3 separate regions of the Rattus norvegicus genome follow, and all the other regions are linked to region 1. Evidence: chromatin contacts called from public Hi-C data. All regions are on one chromosome and are shown on one strand. Each heading gives the region's core, a stretch centred on a gene start, on an enhancer-like site or on the middle of the called end of the contact. The rest is flanking DNA. Distances are from core to core; before and after follow the strand shown.

Region 1 (2,809 bases), core at 143-2,642:
CGCGCTGCCACATCTGGCCGGCAGGTGGCGCAGTTGGCTCACGTAGAGCCTCTGCCCTCGCTGTTTGCAAAGTGCCTCCACTCTAAGCCTTAGATCTCAGGCTGAGACTCAGACTTGGAGAAGGGAAATCTGGCCCGGGAGGGATCCAAAAGAGGGGCGGCTTGAGGGGAGCACGGAAGGTGGGTCTTCTGGAATCCCACCCCTTTAAACGCCTGGGGAACAGCCACCCAGTTTCCCCAGGTAGCTAGCTGAGCTGATATCTGCGGTCGGCGCTCAACTGGCTTCCCCGGTGGCCTGAGCATCGGAGGGACCGACTGTGACCTGATGGTGTGTGCGTCCCTGGGAAGTCGATGGTTGGCATCCAGAACAACGCGGGGTTGTGGTACAAGTTTCTGCGGGTACAGCCTCTCATCTTGGTCTCCTGAGAGACTGTACCCATCAGCACCGGGGAGACGTAGGAGCTCAGAGCCACATTAGCTGCTCCAGGCAGCTTGCGACCCTCCGTGTGCCCATTCTGTGCAGCAGGTGTTCTCATTCGTACACCCTTCCCTTCTACACCTTTGTGTCCCGGAATGGCTAGACGTGGTTGCAGGGACTCTCCCTGGAAAGCGCACAGTGAATTCCCGGCAGCTAGGTCTGTCGCGAGGTGATTTCACCCTTCGCAGTCCGGTAGTGGGTCAGTCGACGTGAACACCCGGACCAGGGGTCACTTCCCGGCGATAGAAAGATTGGGGACAAGTGGCTACGTTGGGGAGACATTGGAGAGGACTGGGACTCCTTGGCTGGGTAACTAAGAAGGAAAGAAATAATCAAGCTACGAAAGTCCCCCAGCCCAAAGCATTTCCCACGGCGGAGCGCCATAAAGACACAAAACCGGGCAATGAGGGTGTCTGCGTGCAGCAGAGAGCGCCAGACCTGAGCTGGGGTGGGCAGTACAGCGACCCGACGACCTCAGCATGGGGCAAGAGCCAAGGTGCAGGTCAACCTCAGACTTATTTCATCTCAACAGGAGTCTTTTCTCCCTCGCCCAGCTCCGGATTTGGGGTCCGGCGAGGACTGCCATCATTTTCTGGCCTTCCCCGCCGTCCTGTCGGAGTCTCTCGAAGTTCCCTCTGCCGTCCAAGGGATCGATCCCCGAGGATCGAGACAAGGTTCCGGAGCTCCGGTGGGAGAACAGACCTATCACAGCTACGGAGCCAGCCTCCGGAGACCTTGAGCCCTGCGGAGGCTGGAGGGGGCGGGACCTCAGGGGGTGGGCTCTGCACAGTGGGGGTGGAGATGTGGCGCCGGTTCTGCTCTGCCATTGGTCGCAAGCTCCGGACTGGCGGGTGTACGTCACGGGCCGGGCCCACCCTCTTGGCAATGTCTTCAGACTGCTGCACTCCTAACTTAAGCATTTATTCCACTGGGATAGAAGCGGTAGGAGCAGCGTTGGCACCGGCGAACCATGGCTGGGATTTTCTATTTCATCCTCTTTTCGTTTCTCTTTGGAATTTGCGACGCTGTCACCGGTTCTAGGGTATACCCGGCGAATGAAGGTAAGAGCCGGGCAGCCCTTACGCGATCCGGGACCCGGAGAGGGTGATTCACTGATGAATGGTTCGGGAGCTCAGAACCAGTTAGGATGGGGGGCGGGGGGGGGGAGAGCGCGGCGTGAGCCTCGCGTTCCCACTCCGGAGAAGGGTGCGGGACAGAGGGGATCCTCTTAAGTGGGGAACGAGGAAGATCGGGCAGTCTGAACTGAGAGGGGTGACCGATGCAAGCTGCCACTCTGCCCAAGTTTGTAGTGAAAGGCCAAAGTTTATCAGCATCCGCCTGCAGGGCCGGCTTCAGGAGCCCCCAGGGGGATACACCAGGATTTAAAACAAAACAAAACAAAACAAAAATAACGTGTGAACAAAGTCCTCTTCATCAGCAGCACCAGCGAGAAGGGAAATGCAGATGAGCAGTGAAGGCTTAGCGCGCCCGGCCTCTTGTCCAAGCCTTGCGAGCCCGGGTTTCTGCAAAGTTTTCCCAGCGCTGCGCTTCCCGGGACCTGGCTGCCTGGTCTCCGCAGCGCAGCGGTGGTGGCGCCGCTTGCGGGCGCCGGTGACCTGATTTCTAGCACCGGGCCTCAGACACCTTTTTCTCCATCGGGCCGCGCAACCTAGAGGTTGCAATCGCAGGCCTACCTCTCCCCTACCCCAGATCCTTAGATCATCCAGCAAACCTAGAGGAGCAGTCAGCGAGTTAAACATACCCTACTTTAAGCTTCTCTCTCTGGAATGGTGTGAACTAGTCTGTAAGGACTGGCATGACCCACCGGACCCGCTCTTTCTTGGTGCTGTTTTCTGTTTATCTATTGAGACGTGCTGGAAGGATTGTTTTTCTGTCCGAGGTGAGGGGAGAGGTGGTGACCATTTAGTTTCTAATGGGCCTAGAGGGAAGAGAGCATTCTCTGTTTTGTCTGTCTCTGTCTCTCTTCCTCCTCCTGTGTGTGTGTGTGTGTGTGTGTGTGTGTGTGTGTGTGTGTGTGTGTGTGTGTTTGAGGGTAAATGTGTGCCTGGTGCGGGTGTCTGCATGAACCTGGACTATTTGTGCCGGGTAAGCGAGTGCGCAGGGTGTGAACGTGGGCCCGGGCCTCTGTTCGTGTTCCAACCTATACGCATTAGCTGTGCATCTGTCTTATCGATTCTTCCCACTCCATCCATCCATCCATCCATCCATCCATCCATCCATCCATCCATCCATCCTCCGTCTCCCCAGGCATCAGTCCATCTAGCTATTTCTGTGCAATCCACTATCATTTTTTCTGTTCCGAAGGAGGGAG
Region 2 (2,809 bases), core at 132-2,631, 320 kb before region 1:
CTGTCTATATAAAAATCACGGCTGGCATCCTGTGGGGTCTGGGCTCTGATGCCAGGAAAGGAGGAGTGTCATGGAAGGCTGGGTGACTGGAGAAAGTGAGAGGAGTCATAAGGAACCAAGACAAACTTTGACTAAAGATACACAGAATATTAGGCAAGTACACAGACATATGCCAACACACATGGACCACAGACAGGTGGGCAGATAAACATGTGCAGACTGACACACAGACTGCTTGGAGGTATGCACAAATGCATGGAGAGAGACACACGTAGGCAAGCTGGCAAAGGTGAAAGCTGGGCCCTCTGACTGCCAGGTCATGTTTGTAGAAGACACTCAAAACAAGAAGCATTTGGTTAAAAATAGTTATAGAACAGATTACAACACTGTTTACTTTGTTCCCTAGCCATGCATAGTTAACCATTTTATGTTGACTCACAGTCTCCCAGATATCTGATGTCAACCATGTTTTAATTGACTCATACTGATATCTATATCAGTCTCCTTCTGATCACAATCCATCCCTATAACCAGAAACAGGTGAAAAAGGACAAAGTATAGAAGATTCCCTGAATCACAGCTTTAGGGAACTCAGATGACTTTAGGAATAACTCAAGACCCAGAGACAGTTTAGTGAAAAGGTATTATACTTGGTGAAGAATCAATGGCTGAGTAGAATTATGATTAGACAGTGTCTCTAAAGGTGCGTCTAGTAGAATTCTTCAAAAGATGGCCTCAGAGACTGCCAGAATGCCAGAGCATCCAGGCCAATTCCTCTACCTGTCAAGGGTTTCTGACTTATAAGAGTCACAGACTGAGAGGGGAACCCCAGCCACTTCTGCCTATTTCCTTTCTCAGCTTTTCTATGATGTATGCCATCCTCCATGATGTAGGAGACTTTCTAGAAGTGAGGGTTTATAGCTCGTACCAAGCAAGATGGACTGGGAAGGTTTTTTGGTCTTCTCTCCTACAGAAGGAACGGAGAGGTTTAGAGAAATGTTTCCACTCTATGACTCACATAGAGGGAGGAGTTTGGTTTCTGTGTGTTACTTTTATAGAGAAAGACAATCAGGAGGTGTAGGGTGTGTGTGTAGCAGGGGAGGGTCAGTAGACAGCTGGAGAAGTTTTCCCAGTATGCTTTGGTTTAAAGCAGTCAGCTTGCCAGAGTTCCAAACTTTGGGGTATCATTTTCTGATAGTTTTAATAATTCCAGGGTAAACCCAAAAGCCTTTGGAACAGTCAGAGGAGTGTCAGTCAGCTTCAAATGAAGGCAAGAAGAAACGTTAACTTTCCTTTTTCCACCGAGAGGAGTAGCAGAGGAGGGTAGACTGCCAACTTGGAGGTTTGCACTGTTGAAGCAGTGTCAAACATCTCCCCAGTACTAACAACTATGTCATAAGTAAATATGACAAGCAAATGTAATCATGTTTAAAGCCACAAAAATACTGGCAAGTGGGGTATTTATAGCAGAAATATTTGAATCAACACTAGACAGACTTTAAGAGGTATGATACTCTCTGCGCTCATTCTCAGCTCATGGTGCTGGTATCAGAGGAAGGATCATGGAACATGGGCCTGAAAATTTTTTTTTTTTCGGAGCTGGGGACCGAACCCAGGGCCTTGCTAGGGCCTTGCTCCTGCTAGGCAAGCACTCTACCACTGAGCTAAATCCCCAACCCCGATGGGCCTGAAAATTTATGTGGATTTTTTTTATTAGAACCCCTTGCTTACCTACTCTGATGCTGTATGGGGAGCCGTGAGGCGTGTCAGTCAGGCACTCATTAAGTCTTGTTAGTAAGCAAAATGAGGAATTCAGTTTTTAGGGAAAATAAGCATTTTTTTTGAGTTGCTGATGTAGAATCTACTTGTGGCACGAAGAAAGGTAATATGAATACTCTTGTGATTTAATGGGTCACAGTTTGATGTAAGTTACTTAATTATAATGGTCAAACATCATATTCAAATAGATGTGTCTATCAGAATTCTACAAATGGAGCCTCCCTTTGTTGGTATATTGGCAGAGGATCCAGACAAAACTTACTTTGCTTTTTTAGAGTAATCCAATTTTTATGAAACACCTAGAAGAAAAATTCAAGAACTACAAACCTTGAGTTCATTAATATTTCTCTTCCAGAAAAGTCAATATTTTGATTAACCAATAACTATCTGATCAGTAAAAGGCTCCTAAACAGGAGCACACTGACACACACACACACACACACACACACACACACACACACACACACCCACCCCAATAAACTATACATGCACTCCAGCGATAACGCCCATTTTAATGCTGACAAGGATCTTCATAGGTGTGCCTCCTTCCCCCCAAACTGAGATTTCAAGCATTGACACCCCCCCCCGTTAGTTGAGTCCCTTAAGTTTTCTGAGTTCTCCAGACACATCCCTTCTGTTCCCTATGCCTTAATGTCCTCTCAATAAACATTCGTAGGAAGGGTCTGGAACTGTGTATATCTTGGTGCAAATTTAAATCAACATGTCACCTGAGAATAGAAGACGGGGAGGATGGAGTGGAGAAGGGCTTTGTTGCTTTATGTTTTAAACAATTGGAAAGATATTTTTAATTTGGTATTCTTGAGTCATCCATATTACTTTGAAACTTTTGTTATCATTTGATAATTTTCAAAAAGGAAAAACAACTATAAAAAGTAAGTGAAAATATAAATTTTGCTCACTAGGATTCTCTTCCCAAGATAATATGATGAGAACCCTTTTATGTTTTACCAACTTAACTTTATGCATCTTGAGGGTCTTTATGAATGCATGGGCAATGTGCTTCTATTCT
Region 3 (2,809 bases), core at 162-2,661, 270 kb after region 1:
ACCATTTGAGACGTCAGGTTGTGTGGATCCTTGAGGCAAAGATATACAAACGAATTGCACTCAGCCCCCGGCTTCAGGGTCATCATGGAAAAGATAATTTATTGTTTTAAGCCACACTGAGTTTAGGGGCTAAATTTTACTGCAGTAGGTAATCATTGCAGATTTGAACACAATCACCCTTGGACTAAGAAATTATATATTGTAGGTGTCACTGTCTTAAGACTTGAGATGTGGGGCTAGTGAGATGACCCTGTGTAACCACTGGTGGCTCTTCCAGAGAGTTTGAGTTAGAATCCCAGCCTGCAACTGTATATTACTCTATTCCTAAGGGATCTAACACACTTTCTGGCCACCATGAATGCTGCCTGCATGTTGCACGTAGGCATTCATAAGGGCAACACACCCACACATATAAAATAAAGTGGAAAAAATTAAATATTGAAAAATCCTAGGCGTAGCCTCCTCCAGATAGCCTGAATGAACTGGTCTTGCCTACAGCTCAGCAATCTGTTTTCAAACCCTCCTTCTAGGTCATTTGAATGCATATAATCTTAGGATCTCACTTGGGAAAATATTAGTTTATAGGTTGATTTTTCAGAATACAAGTCGTATCTGAAGAGAGGCCCTTTCAAGATGCCATTGAGTTAAAAGGAGGCCCTTAGGGGACGTCCATTCTGATTGCAGTTCACCTCGTAGGAACTATTTAGATACAGATACTAGGGCTGAACTGCACAGAGCAAAGCCTTCATGAAGACACACCCAGAAGGAAGTCATTCATATGCCAAGGGAGGAGACTTCAGAAGAAAATATTCCTGATTCAGTTTTCCTACCTTCAGAGTTGCAAGATATATAATTTTTACCGGCTAAGCCCACCCAGTCTGAGGTATTTTGTTATGGTAGTCCAGCAAAATAAAACACCTACCAGTGTGAGCTCTTCTTGCACATGGCCATTCGCAAGCTCATACGAAAGGCTGTGTACAATGTCCCAGAGATGCAGTAGAGTATACAATTTAAATAGATATTCAATGTTCTTGTCTTCAGGCCCAGGCTGGTTTCTTTTTTCAAAGTTTATTATACAGGGTTACATAAGGCTGTTTTCATGCAAATATATAAGTTTGTAGCCATTAGTCTTGGTTATCAACTTGACTGAAAAAAAAATTAGAAAGTTAGATAAGGCCCACTTTTGTCTGTGTTTACTAGGGCATTTCTAGAGATGATTGGCATGTGGGCAGGCAAACTGAGTGGGGAAGACCTGCCCTGGGTGTCAAGTCCAACTGGCATATGAAACACAAACCAACACTGGAAGAAAGCCCAAACCCACACGTGACAATCCGAAGAGCAGGTTCCCATCGGCACGCTGGAGTCTTTTCAAGTGGGTGAGCTTTTTGCCATTAACCCTGAGCATCCAACTCCAACGTCCTGTGACTCCAGCTTCTTCAGCCTTTGAACATAGGCTCACACCAGTGACTGGCTCTCCGGGGTCAGGCCTTCAGCCGCAGATTTAAACAGCAGTCCTTTTTCATCTTTGCTCTGAGGCTTCTAACTTCTTGCCCTGAACAGCTACTCGTTTCTCTAGCTCTGTAACTTGAGGACGACCATTGTGGGACTAATCATACTGATCATGTACATCAGTGTAATACGTCTCTACTCATCAGGGTTTTATGGGTCCTTTCCCTCTGGAGAACCCTCCCTCGTTGATACAGCCCTCTTCTCCTATTTCCGAGGCAGCAATGACTTTTATGCCATCATACTTTCTAGGCATCAGCTCTGACCTGAGCCTAGAGAGAGCGTTTAGAAGTTCCCTGCTTTTGACTTAGGCTCATGCTCAACCCCAGCTGTTTAGGAATCCACCCCGCTCCATTTTTCTGGGTTTTGTGATCCTGAGGTGATTATCTCTGGACTTTTGACTTGATGTCCCAGCTAGTGGTCTTTCACCTACTGATTAGTACTTAACCAGAACAACTCAGTTTAGACTTAATATTGACTGGCTGCCTCTTTTCCTAATCCAGGTCTCAGGGAGAATTTATGTTATTATATTTTAGGAATAAAAACACGTAGCCATGCTCAGACTAGAAAGAAAACGAATGTGCTTAGCGACAGTGGATGAAAAAACCACTGGTGCCCCTTCTAAGCCTCTAATGGTCTCTCTGCTTTAGGAGTTGGTTCCAAAGCCACGAAAAACAAGACCAGAAAAGATTCCACTTCGACAAAAAGTGGAAAAATTGCAGACATAGCTCATATTTCAACTGGAAGCAGAAGGCTTTTGATTACAAATAAGGAAAAATATTCTAAAAAAGAAGAGAGGTGAAACACCATAGAATTCTCTTAAAGGAGTTACTCAATTACTGTAATGGCTGGTCTTTAAAACACAGAATGTCTCCTCTATTTAGGCTCATGTAAGTATAGTGGATTCAAGCCTGCCGTAGAGAGAAAAAAAAAGGAAGGGCTTATTAGGAGAACATTCACCCCTATAATTCTACGGTCTTCATGAATCAGCAGCCTGTTCTCAGTAGGTTTACCAGTCATTAATAGTTGATATTATTTTAGGCTAACCAGTGGCTGATTCTTAAGCATGCTTCAGGCTCCAAAACTGTGCATACCAAGATTTCTGGGAACAGCTGGAAAACCATAATTATAGTTCACAGGGTACATGCTCATCTGGCAAAATCTGTAAATAAAGCTTAAAAAGCAAATATCCCATTTATATAAACAGCTTCTGAATGCTGGGAGATCAATTACCAAGGGAACAGAGAGCTCGCTTTTCTCGATGATTTCTTCCCTTCTCTCAGAATAAGGAAAAATTTTAATA

Evidence for each region. Hi-C and Micro-C count contacts between places; a contact is called where the count stands out from the background.
Region 2: a Hi-C map of the A7r5 cell line shows a contact between it and region 1, with 2.0 times the contacts expected there. The contact joins the enhancer-like site here to the promoter of Epha4 in region 1. A contact is called at or near these places in 2 of 12 Hi-C or Micro-C datasets (the A7r5 cell line and frontal cortex).
Region 3: a Hi-C map of kidney shows a contact between it and region 1, with 3 times the contacts expected there. The contact joins the enhancer-like site here to the promoter of Epha4 in region 1. A contact is called at or near these places in 3 of 12 Hi-C or Micro-C datasets (Schwann cells, kidney and liver).

The regions. Positions count from the first base shown.
Region 1 is chr9:86,405,280-86,408,088 of GRCr8, reverse strand. It overlaps Epha4 (Eph receptor A4), which reads left to right and starts at 1,392. Exons shown (of 18, transcript NM_001162411.1): 1 at 1,392-1,538. The coding sequence starts at 1,448.
Region 2 is chr9:86,724,868-86,727,676 of GRCr8, reverse strand. No RefSeq gene overlaps it. Among named protein-coding and RNA genes, the nearest start is that of Epha4, 320 kb to the right of the region's middle. Within about 2 kb of position 1,381, at least 3 of the 93 cell types and tissues checked have an H3K27ac peak or open chromatin away from gene starts, as enhancers often do. A contact at or near this core is called in the A7r5 cell line, where this site is marked.
Region 3 is chr9:86,133,158-86,135,966 of GRCr8, reverse strand. No RefSeq gene overlaps it. Among named protein-coding and RNA genes, the nearest start is that of Epha4, 270 kb to the left of the region's middle. Within about 2 kb of position 1,411, at least 2 of the 93 cell types and tissues checked have an H3K27ac peak or open chromatin away from gene starts, as enhancers often do. A contact at or near this core is called in kidney, where this site is marked.